Regions from separate parts of the Sus scrofa genome. Here region 1 is linked to region 2. The links are chromatin contacts, called in public HiChIP or PLAC-seq maps. All regions are on one chromosome and are shown on one strand. Each heading gives the region's core, a stretch centred on a gene start, on an enhancer-like site or on the middle of the called end of the contact. The rest is flanking DNA. Distances are from core to core; before and after follow the strand shown.

Region 1 (5,386 bases), core at 414-2,913, 130 kb before region 2:
ACTTACGTCTCGGGACTTCTTGGGCAGTGTTGAGGTGCTAAGTTTTCAATTCTTTGGTTTGCTTTACAGTTATTCTTGTTTCTCCTTTTCTATCATTTTTCAGTTTTCTCAAGCACCTCCTCCCTTAAACCTTATTAAATTGGGTATTTCTTTTTTTGCTGCACTCTTGGCATATGGAAGTTCCTGGGCCAGGGACTGAATCCAAGCTGCAGCTGCAAATGCCAGACCCTTAAAACCACTGTGCTGGGCTGGGGGTCAAACCTTTGCAGTGACCAGAGCTGCTGCAGTCGGATTTTTAACCCACTGCCACAGCAGGAACTCCCTGAATTCAGTGATTATTATTTAGCTGCCCAGAAGTTCTTTTTATTTAATTCTCAGGTAGTTAAATTTTAGATAATTCAGGTTCCCTAGTGGATCTCTAGCTAGGTGAGATGCAAATATGATTTTGCAAAGGTATTCTAAAAATTTGACTTCAGTAAATTTTCATATTGGTTCAAAGTAAAATTTTTTTCCTCTTTCTACAAGTATTTCAGCTTTCTCAATTCTTGAGATGAATTTGAGATGAAACATGGCCTGATCCCCTGGTAAAGAGGTCAACATATGTGGGTGGAAGAAAACAAGGCCGTAAGCCTTGAGCTTGAAAGTGAGTAGCTAGAGTGAGAGAAGAGAATATAGGGGTCATGTAAAACTATGACTCTTCCTGGAATGCCAAGAAGGTTATGCTAGGGGAACTTTAGACAGTTAGGTTTATGAGCCCTGGGAGGGGAACAAACAGGCCTGCTGTAAAGGCTAGTGTATGTCTTCCTGAGATAAGAGCTGATAAGGCCTGTAACAGACCTTGCCTCCCTATGGGCTTTTGAATTATTGTTTTGTTTCCTCTTAACCTCTTCGAGAATCTTGCCTCCGCCTCTTTGACACGTAGCCCTTGTTCAAAATCCTAATAAAAGACAGACTCTGAGCTTGCCCCAAGCTCTTGCTTGCTACAGCATCAGCTGTCTCTGTGTCTTCAAGCTGATCTCCATGCGCAGCCTACGTTCTGATTACCGCATATGACGACAAACATGTACACATCCATTCATTAAATCATTTAACAATATATACTGAGTGCTTAGTATGTGACAAGCATTGTTCTAAGCACTTAGAAGAGTAGCAGTGAATAAAATAAAGTTTTTTTTCTCAAGGAACTTAAGAGTCTAGTGGGGGGAGGTAAACATGCAAATATATAGATGGTTATAAATGCTGTGAAGAAAAATAAGGCCTGGTAAAGGGAGAGAGACTAATACACAAGGATTATTTGAGTAGGATCATCAGAGAGAATTCTGATTCCATCTTTGCTGTAAATGGCTGATCTCCAACAAATTCTTATTAGGGGAACAAGGAAAGCAAAGTGGTGACCAATTTATTTCAGGGAAGGAGAAAAAAATTTAAGCTGGGGACTTTACCAATTCATGCTTTCCCTGTCCCCACTCAGGGGATCTGGCTGCCTCCCCGCTCCCCCCAAATGTGTTCTCTATAAACAAAACATAATACGGATCGACAATAAATGGAAATGTTTAAATCCTACTTGCGCTAAAAAAGGAGATGAATGATCTACTTAAAATGTAGATCATGTGTCAGAGGTCAGTTACTACAGCTGTCACCCTTTAGGGATGAGAAAGCAGAGCTTCAGAAAGAGGAAATAGCTTGCCTAAGGTCACCCAGTGGCAGAGGCAAAGCTGGAACAGAAGTTCCTGATTCTGTCTCTGACAATTTATATTTACACCATCGTATTTGAAGAGTAAAAAAAGAAACACTCTAATACCAGGCCGAAAAAGTCTCTATTTCCTACCTGAAAAGGATGTGAAGATAAGAACCAAGGCCAGTTAAAATATGCCACCATGCATGAAACTGAGTGGTAACACCTATGATAGGTGGCACCTTCTTTCGAAAGTTCCTGTGTGGAGAGGGGGAAAAAAATCAGCATGTCAATTATTTTTCATATTTAACAATGAATACTGACAGACTTAGAGCATTTTGAAATGTCATTCTCACACATGACAATTATTTTATCTCCTTATGTCTGCTGTAGTCTGCTGTATTGTTTTCCAAAGAGTATTTTGAGGAATAATCTTCCCAGCAGAAGTTCCATGAAGAGTGACTCTGTGGTCAAAATAAATGTAGGAAGTAGAAGTTTACTGTCCTCTTGGAGACCTGTACTGCTGCACACTGAAAGATTACAGGTAAGCTCCTAATCCACCGTTAGACCCTTTAGACCCTTTTTCAGGTGGTATCTTATTAACACCTTATGGAACAAGTGTTCCTTGGAAAACACTTTGGGAAATACTGATTAACTTAGCTGTTCACTCAAGAAACTAGATATGAGTTTTCCTATGCCTTACATATAACCATCATTTTAGAAGAGCACTATACAGTCTATAAAGTCCTTTCATATCTATTATTTCACTTCATAGTGAATCTTTATTTATTTATTTATTTATTTATTTTGTCTTTTTGCCATTTCTTGCGCGGCTCCCACGGCATATGGAGGTTCCCAGGCTAGGGGTCAAATCGGAGCTGTAGCCACCGGCCTACACCAGAGCCACAGCAACGCGGGATCCGAGCCGCGTCTGCGACCTACACCACAGCTCACCGCAATGCTGGATCCTTAACCCACTGAGGAAGGCCAGGGATCAAACCTGCAACCTCATGGTTCCCAGTCGGATTCGTTTCCACTGCACGACTAGAACTTAAGGTCAATCTTACATCACCTAAATTCTTACCCACTTCTCCCTCATTTATTTTGAAGAAAATCCTAGATATTGTATCATTTTATCTCTAAAGGATTAAAACCTCTTTAAAATATAACTATAATATCATTTTCACAACTAAAATATTAACAACAATCCTTTAATATCAAATATTCGTTAATGATCATAAGCTTTCAAAAAAAAACAATTGGTTTGAATCAAGATCCAAAAAAAAGTAATTATACTGTGTCTAGTTGATATATTTTTTAAGTCTCTCTCTCTCTTTTTGTCTTTTTAGGGCCGTACCCTCAGCATATGGAGACCTACAATGCATACTAACAGATTACAGGCTCTGTTCCCAGGCTAGGGGTCGAATCCAAGTTGTAGCTGCCAGCCTACACTACAGCCACAGCAACACAGAATCTGAGTTGCTTCTGTGACCAACACCACAGCTTACAGCACGGCAACGCTGGATCCTCAACCCACTGAGTAAGGCCAGGGATCAAACCCACGTCCTCAAGGATACTGGTTGGGTTCATTACCTCTGAGCCACAATGGGAACTCCCTTAAGTCTCTTTTAATCTATACTTTCCTCCTCCCTTTTTCCCCCTTCTACAATGTATTTGCTGAAGAGACCAGGTCATTCTTTCCGTAGACTGCCCAGTTTGAATTTTGCTGATTACCTCTCTGCTATGCTGTTTAATATATTCCTCTGTCATTTAATATATTCCTTTGTCATTATGCAAAACTGTTAAGTCACAGAATTTTGAGTTGGAAGGACCCTCCAGTTAACCTATTTAACATGTTCATTTTATGTAAACTGAAGCCCAGACAGTGTCTTAGGTGACAGAATAGAGTCCAGAGACTTAAGATTCAAATTCTATTGAATATACAACTGCTGAAAAGATGGTAAAAGAAATACTTGCCTTTCTTAGAAAATAATAAGTATGTAAAAATAAAAAATTATATAAATGTATTTCATGGATTTCCTGCTGTGGCTCAGCAGAAATGAATCTCACTAGCATCCATAAGGAAGCAGGTCTGATCCCTGGATTTGCTCAGTGAGTTAAGGATCCGGCATTGCCGTGAGCTGTGGTGTAGGTCGCAGACACAGCTCAGATCTGGCATTGCTATGGCTGTGGTGTAGGCCAGTGGTGTGGCTACAGCTCCAATTTGACCCCTAGCCTGGGAACCTCCATATGCCTTGGGTGCAGCCCTAGAAGACAAAAAAAAAAAAAAGAAAAAAATTATACAGATGTATTTCATATTCTTATTACAAATCATTCTTAGTTCTTCAGTTAAAGCAGATTACGCAGCTTTCAAAAAATCCTATCAATATTTGATTAACTATATAGTACTGTGATGCACAAACACAAAAATCCCTACAGATGTTATGAAATATTCTTAGGACTAGATTTTTAGGTAATTGAAACAAGCACTCCCAAAAATTTAACTTTGTGCTGTACCTATCTTTTTAAATTCAACAATGGCAAAAATTCACTTCAGTGCACTAGTAATTCTATGAATTAAGCCTATGAAACAGTCTGCTTAATAGATTCCAAAACTGTTTTTCAAAGACTGAAAATACATCTTACCTCAGTGAGTCACAAAAGATGTTATCTATGTTCCATAATAAAAATCCCATTAAAAATATACCCAAGGATGTATAACCCAGTCCTCTAAGCCATGGATAAACCCTGTGGGTTAAAAAAAATGAACTTTTGTCAAGTCTTGTCATGATCAGAGCTTGAAGTCATCACTGTTCTGAGAAGGAAAGGTTTTCATTAGTATTAAAAGCAAATTTACCTATTAGATTCTCTAATACATTTGCCTATTACATTTAGCCACTAAAAGGTACTGAGAAAAAATATGCCACTAGGACTTTGTTAAGTGTATCAAGAAGACAATCTGAAAGTCCCCAGTACCTTTAGCAATCTTTTAGAAGAGGCAGAGGAGTGGTGGAATAGAGTTAACATTAACTGAGTCATCTGCTCTGTCAGGCACTACAATATATTAGATAAACAAATAATATATAGAAATGAACATACACATATGAATAAAATATTCAAATAAACCCTGTGAGGCAAGTATTACTCTCTTCACTTTGCAAATGAGGAAAGTGAAGTTTGGTGAGTAACTAAAAATAACAAGCGTAGCTAATTTTTTTTCTTTTGGCTGCACCCATGTCATGAGGAAGTTCCCAGGCCAGGGACTGAACCCAAGCCACAGCAGTGAGCCACAGCAGTGACAATGCCAGAACCTTAACCTCTAGGACACCATGGAATTCCACTAATGTATTTTTTACAGCTCTATCCATCACATCCAAAAGCTCAGTTTATAAATTTTTCAGAATGTTATATAAAGGGAATAATAAAGCATATTCTCTTTGCTGTATGGCTTCTTTCACTTGGCATAATTATTTTGAAACTCGTCCACGTTGTTAGATGCATCAATATTCATTTCCTTTTACTGCTGAGTAGTGTTCCACTATGTAGATATACCACAATTTACTTATCTGTTGACATGTTGGTGGATATTTGTGTTTCTGATTTTTTTGTTGTAACAAATATAAAAAAACAAAAGCAGCTGTGAACATTCAGAAATAAGTCTTTTTATGGACATACGCTTTCATTCCTCTTGGGTAAAAAGCTAGGAGAAAA
Region 2 (5,465 bases), core at 2,513-5,012:
TGACACCTAGCCTGGGATCTTCCATATGCTGCAGGTGTGGCCCAAAAAAGAAAAGCATCATCAAAGCACTTAAGGAGTTCCCGTCTTGGCTCAGCAGTAATGAACCCGACTAGGACCCATAAAGATGTAGGTTTGATCCCTGACCTCATTCAGTGGGTTGGGATCTGGCATTGCCATGAGCTGTGGTGTAGTATAGGTCCCAGACACAGCTTGGATCCCATGTTGCTGTGGCTGTGGTGTAGGCCAGCAGCTTGGCTCCAATTTGACCCCTACCTGGAAACTTCCATATGCCATGGGTTCAGTCCTAAAAAGCAAAAAAAAAAAAAAAAAAAAGGCCCGCTTAGGAATAGGAGTTCCCTGGTGGCCTACTGATCAAGAATTCGGCACTGTTGTCACTGCTGTGGCTCAGATTCAATCCAGGTCCAGGGAACTTCCACATGCCACAGGCAAGGCCATAAACAAAAAACAAAGCAAAAATTACAAAAATAGGAAGGAGATACAGAAAAAATATATATCATTATAATGATTCCAATAATCTTCTACTAATTGAAGCAGAAAGAAACATCAATAAATATACAGAAGACTTGAACAACACTATCAACCAATTTAACCTACATTTATAGAATACTACGTATATAAACAGAAGAATACACATCTTTTTCAAATCCACATGGAACATTCACCAAGTAAAACATATGAAGAGTCAAAACAAGTCAAAAAGTTGAAAAGAATTTAAATTAAAAATGTATTTTCTGAACACAATGAAATTAACTAGAAATCAGTAACAGAAAGATACCTTGCAAATTCCAAATATTTAGAAATTAGGGGAGTTCCCGTCATGGCTCAGCAGTTAACGAACCCGACTAGCATCCATGAAGACATGGGTTCGATCCCTAGCCTCGCTCAGTGGGTTAAGGATCCAGCATTGCCATGGGCTGTGGTGTAGGTCACAGATGCAGCTCAGATCCCACATTGCTGTGGCTGTGGTGTAGGCCAGCAGCTACAGCTCCAATTCGACCCCCTAGCCTGGGAACCTCCATATGCCGCAGGTGCAGCCCTAAAAAGACAAAAGACAAAAAAAAAAAAAAAAGTTCCTAAACAGGAAAAATTAATCCTGATCAAAAACCCTATCATTGGTTCTCTGTGTCAGGGAACAGCATGGAAAAGACTGACTGAAAAGGGATGAAAGACAACTTTCTGGGAGATGAAAATTCTCTACATCTTAATTAGGGTGCTGGCTAAGTAAGTTTGTGCATTTCAAAAGTCATTGACCTATATACTTAAAACTATGAATTTTATTGTGTGTAGATTATATCTTAATAAAGTTGATTAAAAATAGTTCCTAGATGTTTCCAAAAAACCATATAGCTAATAATGAAATATTTAATACCTTCCTCCTTTGCTTGTTTTGTTTTGGTTTTTTCTTAACGGCTGCAATTGTATCCTGTGGAAGTTCCTGGGTCAGGGATTGAATCTGGGCCACAGAGGCAGTGCCAGATCCTTTAACCTACTGCACTGGGTCAGGGATCAAACTTGTGCCTCTGCATAAAGATGTCTGTTTATATCACTTCTACTCAAGGATGAACTGGAAGGTCCTAGGCACTGCAATAAAGGCAAGGAAAAAAATGCGTAAGAATTCAAAAGGAAGAGGAGTGCCTGTCGTGGGGCAGCAGAAACGAATCCAACTAGGAACCATGAAGTTTCGGGTTCGACCCTGGTCTTGCTTAGTGGGTTAAGGATCTGGTGTTGCCACGAGCTGTGGCGTAGGTCGCAGATATGGCATAAATCTTAAATAGATTAACAAGCATTCAATCTTTTTCAATTTTAATAATACCAACAGACTTAACTTACAAAGTTCTCCCAGGTTCTCAATAACTTTAAATGTATAAAGGTGTCATAAGACCAAAAAGTCTGATCTAATAAAAGTCGAATATAGGCATAGACTACAATCTAATAATTATACTCCTAAATATATACAGATACTATTACATTTGTGTCCATAAGATGTACCAGAATGTTCACAGCATTATATGTAACAGCAAACACCTGTAAACAACAAAACATCCAGTGACTGAAGAATGGATACATGAATATATTCATACAATGAAATTCCCAACAATAGTAAAAATAAATGAACCACCTAACCTATCACCATAGAATTCACAAGAACATGTATGATACTAAGGACCACAATTTGAGTGGAAAAAAAGAAGCTGCAAGAAAAAAATCTACGTATATAGTAAAATCCCAATCACGTAAAATATAAAACAAGCAAACCTAAACTGTATTTTTTAGAAATTCAGAAGTGGCAAAAAGCTAGGAAATGATAACACTAAATACATTTGGTGGTTATCTCTCAAGAAAAAGGAAGATGACAGGATGAGGAAGGGCACAGAGGGGGCTAAATGTTTATCTAACGATGGCTCCTCTTAACCAAAAAGTCTTCTTTAACAAGGCCGTAATTCTTTTCAAGTGTCAAGATTAAATTGGACATTTCTAGCATAGCGAAAGAGCAAAGAATATCTATTTGATTGGAAAGTCTAATTGAAACAACCCAGTGATCAAACGATCATGAGAATATCAGACAACAAAGCCAGACTGCCCTGATGTCTGCTTTAAAAAAGCGTGTGTGTACATGGGGTTGGGGGAAGCAGTAGTTGCTACCCAGCAGGTAAAATAGCCTAGAATCTGTAATATTTCACTGTAGGAACACAAGATAGTGTTAGCAACTTCATGGTTCCTAGTTGGATTCGTTTCTGCTGCCCCACGACAGGCACTCCTCTTCCTTTTGAATTCTTACGCATTTTTTTCCTTGCCTTTATTGCAGTGCCTAGGACCTTCCAGTTCATCCTTGAGTAGAAGTGATATAAACAGTGATATAAACACAAGATATCTAGAATCTCTCCTTATCATTTTGTATGAAGGAATACATGAGTTAATGTCAAGTCATAAAAACAGTTTTTATGGTGGTATCAAGATTTTAAAGTGCTAATTTTGGAGTTATGTTTTGTTTTCTGACTCCATCCAGTCTTTCCACTTACAGTTAAAAGCAGCTTGCTATAATCATAAACAAAACAAAAAGACAACTTTCGGAATGAGAGAAAATATCTGCAAACAACGCATCTGATAAAGAATAAATTCCCAAAATATGCAAACAGCTCTTACAGATCAATATCAAAAAAAAATCCCCAAAACCCAATCAAAAATTAGCCAGAAGGGAGTTCCTATTGTGACGCAGTGGAAAAGAATCCGACTAGTATCCATGAGGATCCCATGGGGCTTGGATCTGGCATGCTGTGGCTGTGGTGTAGGCTGGCAGCTGCAGCTCCAGTTTGACCCCTAGGCTGGGAACTTCCATAAGCTGTGACCCTAAAAAGTGAAATAAAAACAAAAATAAAAATACCAAAAAAAAAAAAGCCAGAAAGACCTAAATAGGCATTTCGCCAAAAGATACATACATACATACATACATATATATATGTAAGACAGCCAATGGGCACATGAAAAGATCCTCAACATCACTAATTATTAGAGAAATGCAAATTAAAACTACAATGAGTATCACCTCACACTGATCAGAATGGCCATCATTAAAGTCTACAAATAATAGGGATTTCTCTCGTGGCACAGCGGGTTAAGGATCTGGTGTTGTCACCACAGTGGCTTGGGTCACTGCTGTGGTGAAGATTTGATCCCTGGCCTTGGAATTTCCACATGCCACTAACACAGCCAAAAAAGAGAGAGAGAGATTAGACTTCAAACGTACTTAGCCTAGTACAGTAGTTCCCCCTTATCTGCAGTTTCACTTCCCAAGCTTTCAGTTACTCACTATCAACTACAGGCCAAAAATACCAAATGGAAAATTCCAGAAATACACAATCCATAATTTTTTAACTGTGCACTGTTCTGAGTAGCATGATAAAATCTTGCACTGTCCTGCTCTGTCTTGCCCAGGATCCTAAACCATCACCATCATCTGCTCCTGACATTCAACCATCAACAACATCGTGGCTCAATGATCCAGGATCACTCAAAGCAAATGAATCTCCTCCACAACGTCAGAAAGTAATATTAGCCTAATACTAGGTCACGATGTCTTCTTATCAGGTAGAGATTTATCAACTCACAGTAAAGATGAGTACAATACAATAAGATATCTTGGGAGGAGTTCCCATCCTGACTCAGGTTAAGGATCTGGCATTGCCGTGAGCTGTGGCGTAGGTTGAAGATACTGCTCAAATCTGTTGCTGTGTTGTAGGCCGGCGGCTACAGCTTTGATTCAGCCCTTAGCCTGGGAACCATGTGCCGCAAGCGCAGCCCTAAAAAGCAAAAAAAAAAGATATTTTGAGAGAGACCACATTCACATATCTTTTTTTTTTTTTTAACTTTTTAGGGCCACACCCACAGCACATGGAGGTTCCCAGGCTAGGGGCTGAATCAAAGCTGTAGCCGCCGGCCTACACCACAGCCACCCCACATCCGAGCCTCGTCTTCAACCTATACCACAGATCACAGCTGGTTCCTAGTGGGATTTGTTTCCAATGAGCTTACGACGGGAACTCCTCACATATCTTTTACTACAGCATATAATTATAAATGTTCTATTTTGAGCTGTTGTTAAATCTTGTGCTTAATTTATAAATTAAATATAATCATACATGTATTATGTACAGGAAAAAAGCACAGTATGTTCAGTTGACCCTTGAACAAAGCAGGCTTGAACTGTGCAGATCCAATTATATGTGCACCTATTTATTTATTTTTTTGTCTTTTGTCCTTTTAGGGCCATACCTGCAGCATATGGGGGTTCCCAGGCTAGGGGTCCAATCAGAGCTGTAGCCCCCGGCCTACACCACAGCCACAGCAACGCTGGATCCTTAATCCACTGAGCAAGGCCAGGGATCGAACCCACAACCTCATGGTTCCTAGTCAGATTTGTTTCCTCTGCGCCACGATGGGAACTCCTCTGTGGACCTTTTTAAGTAAATACATACTGAAGTACTATCCAATCCTCGGTTAGTTGAATCCATAGATGCAGAACCAGGGATATAGGGGGCTGACTGTGACACTGTATACGGATTTTCTGACTGCATAGAGGATCGGTGTTGTATAAAAGTCAACTATATAGGGTTTGGTACTATCTGCAGTTTCAGGCATCTCCTGGGGATCTTGGAACAAATCTCCCATAGATAAGTGAGGACTACTATATTACTAAACTAATTACTAACTATAGACCTAAATTTAAAAGATAGTTTGGTTTGAGTGTGGTGAAGGTATTAGTAATAAATGAGAAAAAAAAATTGTTTCCAAAATGAAAATACAGTTGTGATGATTGTTGTACAACTATAAGTGTAATAAAATTCACTGAGTAACTAAAAAAAAAAACAAAACAAAAAACAAAGTGAAAATATATGTACAAATTTGCTCATTCATCATTTTCAAACTTTCCATCACATGCAGTAAAA

What was found. HiChIP or PLAC-seq counts read pairs in DNA pulled down with a chosen protein or histone mark.
Region 1: a contact with region 2 is called in an H3K27ac HiChIP or PLAC-seq map of alveolar macrophages. The contact joins two enhancer-like sites. A contact is called at or near these places in 1 of 47 Hi-C or Micro-C datasets (liver) and 1 of 2 datasets of contacts at active chromatin or transcription factors (alveolar macrophages).

The regions. Positions count from the first base shown.
Region 1 is chr9:11,140,653-11,146,038 of Sscrofa11.1, reverse strand. It overlaps ACER3 (alkaline ceramidase 3), which reads right to left. Exons shown (of 11, transcript XM_021062556.1): 8 at 4,322-4,423; 9 at 1,829-1,933. Among named protein-coding and RNA genes, the nearest start is that of B3GNT6, 26 kb to the left of the region's middle. Within about 2 kb of position 1,663, at least 13 of the 83 cell types and tissues checked have an H3K27ac peak or open chromatin away from gene starts, as enhancers often do. A contact at or near this core is called in alveolar macrophages, where this site is marked.
Region 2 is chr9:11,012,533-11,017,997 of Sscrofa11.1, reverse strand. All of the region lies in intron 1 of ACER3 (alkaline ceramidase 3), which reads right to left. Among named protein-coding and RNA genes, the nearest start is that of ACER3, 30 kb to the right of the region's middle. Within about 2 kb of position 3,762, at least 4 of the 83 cell types and tissues checked have an H3K27ac peak or open chromatin away from gene starts, as enhancers often do. A contact at or near this core is called in alveolar macrophages, where this site is marked.